Regions from separate parts of the Mus musculus genome. Here regions 1 and 2 are each linked to region 3. Evidence: chromatin contacts called from public promoter capture Hi-C data. All regions are on one chromosome and are shown on one strand. The core of a region is the stretch at or near the end of the contact, and the rest is flanking DNA. Distances in the headings are between cores, read along the strand shown. Region 1 holds the start of Plch1 (phospholipase C, eta 1). Region 2 holds the start of E130311K13Rik (RIKEN cDNA E130311K13 gene). Region 3 holds the start of Ccnl1 (cyclin L1).

Region 1 (3,562 bases), core at 1,055-3,554, 2.1 Mb before region 3:
GAATCCTAACACAAATCACCTTTATCACCTCTGTTTTTATAACTCTATCTCTTATAATTATACAAGAGACTAATTTTTTCAAAACAAATTTACTTGAAGTCAATGAAGTGGAAACTATGTGAAACAGAAGCAAGGATAATTCGTTTTATTACAAGCCACTATAAATCTCACTCTGCCTCCCAACCTCCCCTCCCTTTGTCTCCTTCCCAGCCTTCCTCCAGGCACTCCCAATCTCATTATTCCATGATCTGCTAAAACCACAGTTTACCTCCTGGAACCAGTAGAACACACATCACTGAGAATTAGGGAATTGGAGACAGTTACAAGCCACCAAACAGGGTCATAAAGGACTTGAACCTGAAAATAAAGTTTTTCTAATTTTCAAGAGAAAAAAGTTTGTTTGTTTTGTTGTTTTTTAACATTATAGCTACACAAGTTGCACAAGGTTGACACTGATGGGAAAAAGGATGGGTGAGAAAACTTAACTTGGATGTTATTTACAGACTATGTGAAAAATAGTATGTTGGTGTCTTTGACTACAGCTTGCTGTTGGCACTAGAGGAAATCATCTTTAACTTCCTGGTACAAATAAACACTCGTCTTACTGGAATGCATAGTGTTCAAAACCAGGATGCAGAATCCTTAAGCTACTTCACTCAAGTTATTTTAAGCCCTACTTGGTCCCAAGAAAAGCAACTCCATTTTAAACTTTTATTAACAGTGATCTGAATTCTAATCAGTTTATTTACATAGCAAGTAGCTCTCGATCGCGCTGCGAAATAGGGATGCAGTCTAAGAAAACATAGTAACAACAAGTTATAGCACCCACTAGAAACCGCTGGAGATTTGTACTCTTACCAAATGCTCCCCTGGGTGCAAACAAATGAAACTTAAAAGACGGGAAGAGGTTTTTCAAGACACAATTTTAAGTCGTCAACAGACGGCTTAAGAAAGACTAGTCTGCAATAATGCGTCTTAAAACATTCATTTTCTGAACAAGATCATAATGCCAGCAGTAAGCAACCCACATCTTAAAAAGCAACGTCTCTGTTGACAGAGAGAACCTTTGCTTCCCTTCACCGGCATTTAACACACTAGTTCATTTGGAGAGCATCAGGTTCTGTACGTTATAAACAGGTTGTATGCAGAGTACACAGGAGCTACGATGTCGTCTGCACACTGTGGAAACCCAAGCTTAATACAATTGTTTAAAAAAGCCGCACCAGGAAATAAAGTCTTATTCATATCTTCCTTTTCACAGGATAAAAGGAGGTAACTTGAATGCTCCAATGAGCAGTTTCTCAGCATTATTTTTCTACCATGATCAAAATGATGACAGAAGAGAGAAAAAAGTTATATATTTTTTATTTCATACCTCTGGCTATCACTTCAATGCTAAACTCTTAAAAAACAAAAATGAGATCGTAAGTTGATTCCAAGCTACAAACAAACAAACAAACAAAAAGTCTAGAGAAAGACTTGGGCTCCACAGTGAAGCAAAGCAAAACAGCTCTGCTCTTCAAGTGGCGTCTCCGACCCGGTACTGTTGCCATGGTATCCCGCGCAGGCGCAGAGAACACCTTCACAGCCCGGGCGTCGCTTCGGTAACCCATGATTTGTCGCTAGGAAAGGGCAGTTGGAGTAAATCCTTCTCGCACCTAATGCCCGGAGCTTTTTGAACAGTAAGACTCGCACCGGCAACTAAGGGCGCGCTTCTGGGACCGCAGAACTGCTTTCCAGGCGGCCAGAGCCAGGGGAGGTCTTGTGGGATCATTCCGCCGCGATGCGGGACCCTCCCGGTGGCTGGACCTCTGCCACCAACCAGGGCAGGGAAGGTCTTGCTCAGGCACAAAAGCCCACGCGCTCCATTAGGAGCTCACGAGCTACTGTGGTCCAGTTCCTGGGCCGAGGCACCCTGGCACACACCACAACCCGGTGCTCGCGGCTGAGATTGCCCAGAAAGAATTCGAGCACCTGCTCGCGCAACGCTGGAGAGGCAGTCCGGTGCTCCTCTTCCTGCTCCCGGCCCTCTCCCTGTCCCCCACCCCCACCCCCTCCAAAGCACTGACCTGCTCAGCTCTGAGTATCCCGCTGATGAAGGATCCTCGGAGTTTTTGTAACCGGCTCAACCTCCCAAATGCTGGAGTGATCTGCTAGTGTCCCGGTGTGACTCCAACCCCAATTCCTCCAAAACAGCCCCCCAGCCCAAGATGGGCACCACTACACACCAGCCAACAGAACCAACAGAGGAGCTCCAAGTAAAGACCAGCGCTGCCGCCACAACCTGCTTTCTCATTCAAATCCTCATGCTCACATTGGAGCACCCTCCCTCTTAACCCTCAGCTCAGGGCAAATCCGGAACTGGAGCGCGCGCGAGTGGACTGGAGCGCCATCGAGGAACAGGAGCCAAGAACTGGACGTGGACCCCTTATGAAGATGCTACTGCTAGGCATAGGCCAGAACCCCTGGGAATAAAGATCTTCTTCTGTCCTCCCTCGCAGCAAATTTCAAAGAATTCCAAGACCAGGGACACCTCTGATAGATTTTCAGTTTAGGTGGCTAGCGGGTTAAAGACGCTGCTGGAACAAAGTTGGAGAGTTCAGGGGAAGCGAACTGTGCAATGTTCTTACAAGAGTTTGAACCGCTTCAAAAATAAAACACCAAACGACTAATCCTTTCTTTCCTCCCCCTTCCCCCTCCCCCCTTCTCCCTTTCCAATAAATATAGCATCTGTTATTTTCAACTATCCATTTTGAGTAAAATCAAATTGAGGAACAGGGAGTGCAGGTTATAGGATGCTTTGTTATCCCTCAGTCTCTTCCAAATATCACTCGTTGGCATTAATTAACAAGCCAGTTAATTGTCAGTTCACCCGCTAGCGGGCTGGAAAAGCTAATGTGCTGTTAAAGAGCACACAGGCGGCAGCGGAACGTTTGCACCCAGCAAGTGTTCAAAAGCTGAGTAAAGATGAGATCTGAGCGCACTAACAGTAGAAAGGGAATAGCGTGCTGCGGAGTGATCCGGCTTCAAGATTCCAGGACTTGGCTTTTATCAGTCTTGATTCAACCTGTCCTATTGTTAGTTCAAAGCCTAACTGGGAGGAACTGAGGACAAGACCCTCCGTGTACCATTCAAAGTAAAACTTCCCTCCAGTAAGAAAGTCAGGAGCTCTGGCATGGCAACATGGAATTAGCAGGGGTTGTCTGGGCCTGGTGACAACATAAACAAAAGTCTTTTTTTCTTCCATGAGTGAATTTGTTCAGGAAGTAATAAAGGAGAGTCTGAGGCTGGAGAGATCACTAGTCCTCTTTGACTGACAGTGGGGGAGTGGGAGGAGGGATGCTCAGTGACCTCTCAGCACAAGATATAGTATTTCACCTTTTCATCCGTCTTAGCCTAGCCGATACCATAGAAACAACCCATTTGTATTATTCAGTTCAACAGAGGCAATTACAATGTGACGGCAAAGCATCATGGGCAAAAAGAAACTTTATCCTGAAAGCTATCCTGGACGCTTGGAAAAAAAAGAAAGAAAAAAGCAACCAGACTAGTTACAGACTAC
Region 2 (3,430 bases), core at 668-3,167, 2.0 Mb before region 3:
TGTTTTTGTTGTTGTTGTTTCGTTTTGTTTTGTTTTTCGAGATAGGGTTTCTCTGTATAGAGCTGGCTGTCCTGGTACTCACTTTGTAGACCAGGCTGGCCTCGAACTCAGAAATCTGCCTGCCTCTGCCTCCCGAGTACTGGGATTAAAGGCATGGCCCACCACGCCTGGCCCGCCTGTGAATTTCTTGAATGCACCCATGGCCTAGCATTTCTAGCCTTACACCCATGGTGAATTTTGTACTTGGTAGAAAACCTTACAAATACAAAATAGCTGGTGTTTGTGTAAATGGTTGAACTTTAATATTAGTATAGTAAGTAACAATGTATGCATTTATTTGGCAAGGATTACTACTAAATGGCAGATACCAGACTGCTCTAACGTGGCGCTACAATAGCATGTCAGCAGGCCTGGCCTTGGACCTCATGCTCTCTTGCTGCAAAGCTTTTGCAAAGTTCAGCTTCCTCCAATTCTCAGCAGGATTCTTAAAAGCTGTTCCGGGCAGGGCATGGTGCTGCACACCTTTAATCCTAGCACTCGGGAGGCAGAGGCAGGCAGATTTCTGAGTTCGAGGCCAGCCTGGTCTACAAAGTGAGTCAGGACAGCCAGGGCTATACAGAGAAACTCTGTCTCAAAACAAACAAACAAAAAAGTTGTTGTTCCTTCCAAATACGTTGTCCTGGCTTTTGGCTACTCATTTTCCTAATCATCTGTCTCCCTGTTTGCCTCAGATTTTGCTTCTGCTACCTTCCCTCCCCAGAGAATCCCCTAGGCCTCATTTCTAGACCGTTTTCTGTACCTTTCTGACGTTGTTTCAAGATGTCTGTCAAGACTAGGGCTTTACCCACTCCACCAGGTTTATGCAGCTCACTCTCACTCAGCTTTACGTCCAGTTCTGATTTCCCATTGAACACTGTTGCCTCAAGCCTACAACTGTACTTTAAAGTCTAATGGGCTGTCTTCAAGATCAGTCTCCAAATTTTAATGTCCAAGGGCTCTACAGCTTTTCCCAGTAAATCATTTACTACGACTGCTCCATGACAGGAACCACCACCACCACAGGGACTTTAGCAGTCCTTTATCTGGTAGTAGACTGGCTGTCTAAGTGTCTCTTCTATGATTGAATTTCAGTGTCTTCTCTTGTTTCACTTAAAAAGAAAACACGAGAGGCAGGCGGATTTCTTTCTGAGTTCGAGACCAGACTGGTCTACAAAGTGAGTTCCAGGACAGCCAGGGCTATACAGAGAAACCCTGTCTCAAAAAACCAAAAAAACAAACAAACAAACAAAAAAAAAAAAAAACCAAAAAAAAAAAAAAAACAACCCCAAAACCCAAAACCAAAACAACTGGGGATACAGTTCAGTGGTAAGCACTACAATGCTTACCAAAGTTCGAACCCCAGCCCTGGAAAAACCCATCCTGGCTCTGCTCTGTTAAGGCCTCTCGGGCTTCTCTGCTCTTCCTGGGTATCCAGCCCGCCATACTGAATGAGGAGCTACTCTTGGGCCAGCCCTGTGGTGTCCCCAGCCCTGCGCCAGCCTCCAGGCCTGACCACCGCCGCCGCCAGGAGGGCAAATGAGGCGATGTCGCCTCCCTGGCCATTTCCCCTGTGGCCCGGCTGTCTTTCCGCCCCTGCGGGTCCTCTTCCAGGCCTGCCGCGATCACTCCGCTCAGGCTAGCCCACCCCGCCGGGCTGTGGCACCTGGACAAGGCGCAGATGGTTGTCTGCCCATTGCGACACCCGTGTCACCACGTTGGCCTCCCCTCGGTCGCGGTCCGGCGCCTGCGACCCGAGGCTCGCGGGCGGCCGCGCCATGTTCCGGCGTCCAGCAAGCCTTGCGGGCGCCCCCTGGTGGGCGGTAGGGGTCGCTGCGCTGCACGGCTCCGGGGTCCCCGCCCATTCTGGGCGTTTGCACTCTTGTCTCTGCGTGTCCTTGGTGGTACCAAGCCAGCCAGGACAGCAGAACAACACAAAAATGCCGTGAAAAGATAAGACATCTGTGTAAATATGCACAGTCTCTTATTCTTGCTACTTTTTCTATAAGCTTGTATTTTTATTATTTTGTTGTTTTTTACATTTTTGAGACAGGTTTCTCTGTGTAGCCCTGGCTATCCTGTAACTAGCTCCGCAGACCAGGCTAGTTCTAACTCAGAAATCCACTTGCCATATTTTATGGTGCTGGAGAGCACACCCAGAAACACATATGGCATCAACCTTTGTTTCTTTAGAAACAGGGTTTATGTTTCTAAAGGCTGGCCTCAGCGTCCTAATCTTTAGCTTCCCCCATACAGAGGCTTCTGCTGTGTTTCCGTGTGCCTGGCTTTCTAAATATTTTTAATGCCAAGAATAATAAAGGAAAGAGAGATGGAGATATACTTATTTGTTAAGCTGAAATGTGCATTGTGTAATAAATTTAACTTTGGCCCAAAGAGAGATCTGGCCTTTCCCATTGTGCCTGGCAATTCTAAAATATCTTACCTGATAAAATTATGTTTTACTCTGAGGCTTTTGAGCCTGTAAGAAAATCTAACAACCCACTTGTGGTGGTCCTCAGCTTGACCTCCAGAGGGGCTAACGACCGACCTGTTGGTGCATGGTAAAAACTCTGCACACAGGTGCTGGGAAGCATCACTGGCTGCATTGTTCCATGCTTTCTCACACCTGGTTGCTGAAAGGAATCAGTGTTGCTCAGGACTCCACAAGTGAACATGTTTTTAAAACCAAATACCCCACCTGAGGGTGCCCTTTGTCGCTCCCAAACTCTACAGTTAGTACTAGAAGCATTAGACGTCTTGGGACTATTGTTTAACTCTGTTTGGTTCATTATATTTAAAATGTTACAGGAGAACTTTCCTAACACTTGAGGCCCTGGGCTAGATCTCTATCTAGCATTGCAAAAATATAAAACAAAAAATGAAAATTCAAAAAAAAAACTTACCTTACAGAAATCAAATATATAACAGTGTGAATTAGTGTTTCCACACCCCATAGTTTTATGACTGACAGTAGCATATCACACTCACTTGTGAGGCCTTTGTTATTACTTGCTTATATGATGTGCACACACAGGTACCTATGTCAAAAGCACCAGAGAGGAAAAGAAGACATTACTCCTCTATCTCTATAGCTTTGTAAATGGACAATAGGAAAATAGTCCCTTAAAGATGTGAAGTATCTAGTTGTACTTTCATATCTACAGGACTAAGTCATCATGGGTATATCCCTCTTGAGTTCCAAGAACTGCTTGGAAAAGTTAGAAAACCAAGCTGACTAATCTCATCTCAAAACTACTGCAGTGAGCTCCGATCTTAGCTTTAATTTCCTGCGGAACCCCTGTAGTCTGTCTGTATCCCAGGCCTCGTCTTTTCAGCACTTTGTGCTAGCCTCACTCCTCTCCTCCCTTGGTCGATCTTTCTCAGGACCTCTCGC
Region 3 (3,373 bases), core at 116-2,615:
ATACATTAATCACATCTCTTATTCTTCTTGGCGCTTCTTCGATTTTTGACGCAAGATTAATACAGGCCATAGCAACAATCTGAAAGAACCCAGGTAAAAATCCAAGTGAAGTTAAACTAGAAACAGTTTAACAAAGTCTAACAACCCTTATTTTGTTTTGTTTTTAGATAGGGCTTCTCTGTGTAGTCCTGGCTTCCAGGAACTCCATCTGTATGTACATCTGCCTGCCCAAGGATGTGGGTCACCAAGGACCGGCAAAGAACCCTCTTTAGGATACAACGGGCTTTTTAGCGAAATAAAATCGAAGCTGACATTTTTAGACCAGCTCTTACGTTTTATTGCTCAACTGCTCTTAATTTTGGGTCAGAATCAAGCTACCTCTTGCTAGAATTGTGCAATGGCTTGAAAACGTAGTTCTTGGTTAACAGAGCACGTGAACTGGGGATCCATTTTCTAGTTCTTGAAACATTGCTCTACGGGCCCCATTTCCTTCTGGGTGGGAACGAGGTACAAAGGCCTAAGCTAACCACTCCCTTTCTGGAAAAGCTGGTTCCTACCCCCTTCCTCCCCGCTTCCGGATGAAGAAATCCCTTCTTGTCCGCCTCCGCCGCGCTTACCTCGAAACTGTGTTTGACGAACGACTTGGAGTAGAAGAACCGATGGAACAGCACCTGCCCTGTAGCCATCGCCACCTGCAGACGAGAGAGGAGAACGGAAGCGCCGGGGTCAGGCGGGCCCGCACCAGGCGCCGCCGCCATTTTGTGCGGCCGCTCGCTTCCCTTCCCCCGCCCGGGCCGCGCGGCGCCGCCCGCCCCCGCATCCCCACCCTCGCCCGCCCGAGCTCCCGCCGCCGCCGCCGCCCGGCGCAGGCTCCGGAGAAACCTGGCCGCGGCGGAGAGGCCCGCAACCAGCCGGGGTTCTCACCTGCGGCAGCCGGAGGAGGATGCCGGCGGCCTGGATGAGCTCGCAGCCCAAGATGCGCAGATCCGTCTCGCTGGGCAGGTCCAGGCCGTCCTGCATGGACGGGGTAGGCGAGAGCCGCTCCTCCGGGATCAGCGAGTGGTCGATGGTGAGCGACACCTCCGAATACAGGCGGTCGCCGATCAGGATCCCTCCGGTCGTGGTCGTCGTCGTGGTGGTCGTGCCGGAGCTGGAGCCGCCCGCGCTCGGGGCGGCGGACGAGGCGGAGGCGGCAGCGGCGGCGGCGGCGGCAGCGGTCGAGGTCGGGTGAGGCCCGGACGCCATAGTTCCAGCGAGCTCCACGCACGCCCGACGCAGCCGGAACCCAAAGCGAGACTAACCAGCGTCCTCGGCGCGACGGATCTTCCCGTGACCGCCGGCTTCCAGGCCGCCGCACGCAGCGTGCGCTTCCGCCCTGACGTCACCACGCCGACACGCCCTACCCCACCCCACTCCACTCCCCGCGCGCGCCAACGAGTTCCTCCGCGCTTCGGTCGGTGACACCGGGCGGAGGGGTCCGGATGGGCAGGGCGGGGCAGGGTGCTGGCGGCTCAGGGGTGGTAATGGCTTTAGTCACCGGATAACCCGGACTCTGGCCTGGTGAGTCGGCCCCGATACCCCTGCACGGTCTGCGCGTTGGTGACAGTCCGGCGGTCGGCGACACCGGAGTGTAACAAAGTGACTCTGAACCGGGCAGCTTCCCAGTTTGAGCGCCTGGGGTTTCCGGAAAGCTCCGAGCGCGCGTGGGTGTCGGGGTGTAGCCTAGAAAGGCATGCCTAGCCCTGACCTCACTTCGCCGGGTTTACAGTAATCTGGAAAATCCCTAGTTCCAAAAATAGGTTTATGGCGAGGACAGTACACGGGCGATTTCATTGCGCTGGGGAGTCTCGTCTTAAAGAGATGGTTTTTGTCAGAGTGGAGAGAAAGTAACTATCCCTGTGTCAATGAAGAGAAAAACACAGCTCTCATCTTACATGGAGTTTGGAATAACCTAAATCTGTGTTCCGGGACCATGGTCAATCAAAATGGCTCCAGGATAACCCATCATTTATTCCCTTTAAGATGAGAGCTGTGGTTTTTTTGTTTTTTTCGAGACAGTTTCTCTGTATAGTTCTGGCTGTCCTGAAACTCACTTTGTAGACCAGGCTGGCCCTGAACTCAGAAATCCGCCTGTCTTTGTCTCCCGAGTGCTGGGATTAAAGGCGTGCGCCACCACCGCCTGGCTGAGAGCTGTGGTCTTTTTCCATCCATACTAAAAGTCCCAAAAGCTGAGGTCGACCGTGAAACAATTGATCCTTCTGCCTCTGGCCTCCCATGATCTTTTTATTCCAGCTTAATCCTCTGAGATGGCCTTTAGGGAGAAAGAAAAATCTCCTGACTCAGTACAAAGGGTTGGAATTGTTATTTTGTTAAAGCTTACTTTCTTGAAAAGTGTCTTAACCTTGGACCTATAGAGCGCACTGAAAATTTGGATACATCTTAGTCACCAAAGCAAGGTATTTTCACAGCTCATTTTTACAAAGTGTGTTGGGACGGGCACTCTGGAGACAAAGACAGGTGGATCTCTGATTAGAGGGTCAGACTGATTCCAAGCCAGTAAGAGCTATATAATATCTTCAAAATGAAACAAAACCTCTTCCAAACAAAAGCTATATAGAGCAGGAAGTGGTGGCACAAGCCTTTAATCCCAGTACTCAACTAAAGCCTCAAAAACAAAAATTTTATGATTGTGATAGCTTTTTGTCACTGACAGATTACCTAGAAAGTCCACAATGAGGTTTAATTTTGGTTTATGGTCTCTGAGGTTTCAGGCTACAGCCATGTGGCCCTATACCTGTAGGACTGTGTAGGCAGAACTTTATGGTGTGAGACCTTGGTAAAAACAAATCCCTTGCCACCAACAAAGAGAAAGGGGAATATATCCAGGGATCTCCCTCCTCAAGTAGGTTGCCAACTCCTAATTGCTTGTCCAGCTGTGACCTCATCGTCGGATTAACCCATTTATGAGGTATTTGCCTTTGTGATTAAATCACCTCTCAGTGCTACTAACTAAGGACAAGCTCTTCACAGGGTCTGTATGTGGCAGGCATTTCATATCCAAACTTTCTGTGACAGCATAGGAGACACAAGTCCAGGGGACAGGTATGTCGGGACAAAACTTTTCCTAGTGAGACACTACTCACCTCAGATAGGGAACCTACCACAGACCAAAGTATGGATACCATCAGAGTGCAAACTTGGTGAACCAATGAGTTTTATTAGGGTTACTTACAGGAATATGGGTAAGGAGCAGAAATGATTTGGATAGCTGCACCACCAATGTGCAATTCTATGCATATATTAGGGTCGGCACAATTTAGTGAAAACTTTTTTGGTGATAATTAACTCAATTCCATGTGGACAATAAAGTTTA

What was found. Promoter capture Hi-C pulls out the DNA fragments that hold promoters and counts their contacts.
Region 1: a contact with region 3 is called in a promoter capture Hi-C map of pre-B cells. The contact joins the promoter of Plch1 here to the promoter of Ccnl1 in region 3. A contact is called at or near these places in 4 of 39 promoter capture datasets (embryonic stem cells, hippocampal neurons, pre-B cells and 1 more) and 2 of 115 datasets of contacts at active chromatin or transcription factors (embryonic hindbrain and embryonic limb bud).
Region 2: a contact with region 3 is called in a promoter capture Hi-C map of pre-B cells. The contact joins the promoter of E130311K13Rik here to the promoter of Ccnl1 in region 3. A contact is called at or near these places in 13 of 39 promoter capture datasets (the 3T3-L1 cell line, 3T3-L1-derived adipocytes, the HPC-7 cell line and 8 more), 5 of 115 datasets of contacts at active chromatin or transcription factors (bone marrow-derived dendritic cells, embryonic stem cells, memory CD8 T cells and 2 more) and 1 of 9 other capture datasets (adipose tissue).

Annotation. Positions count from the first base shown.
Region 1 is chr3:63,897,158-63,900,719 of GRCm38.p6, forward strand. Plch1 (phospholipase C, eta 1) reads right to left here and starts at 2,305. Exons shown (of 24, transcript NM_001370984.1): 1 at 2,070-2,305.
Region 2 is chr3:63,927,555-63,930,984 of GRCm38.p6, forward strand. It overlaps E130311K13Rik (RIKEN cDNA E130311K13 gene), which reads right to left and starts at 1,918. Exons shown (of 5, transcript NM_177856.5): 1 at 1,703-1,918. The coding sequence starts at 1,816.
Region 3 is chr3:65,956,884-65,960,256 of GRCm38.p6, forward strand. Ccnl1 (cyclin L1) reads right to left here and starts at 1,366. Exons shown (of 11, transcript NM_019937.4): 1 at 925-1,366; 2 at 618-692; 3 at 1-79. The coding sequence starts at 1,245.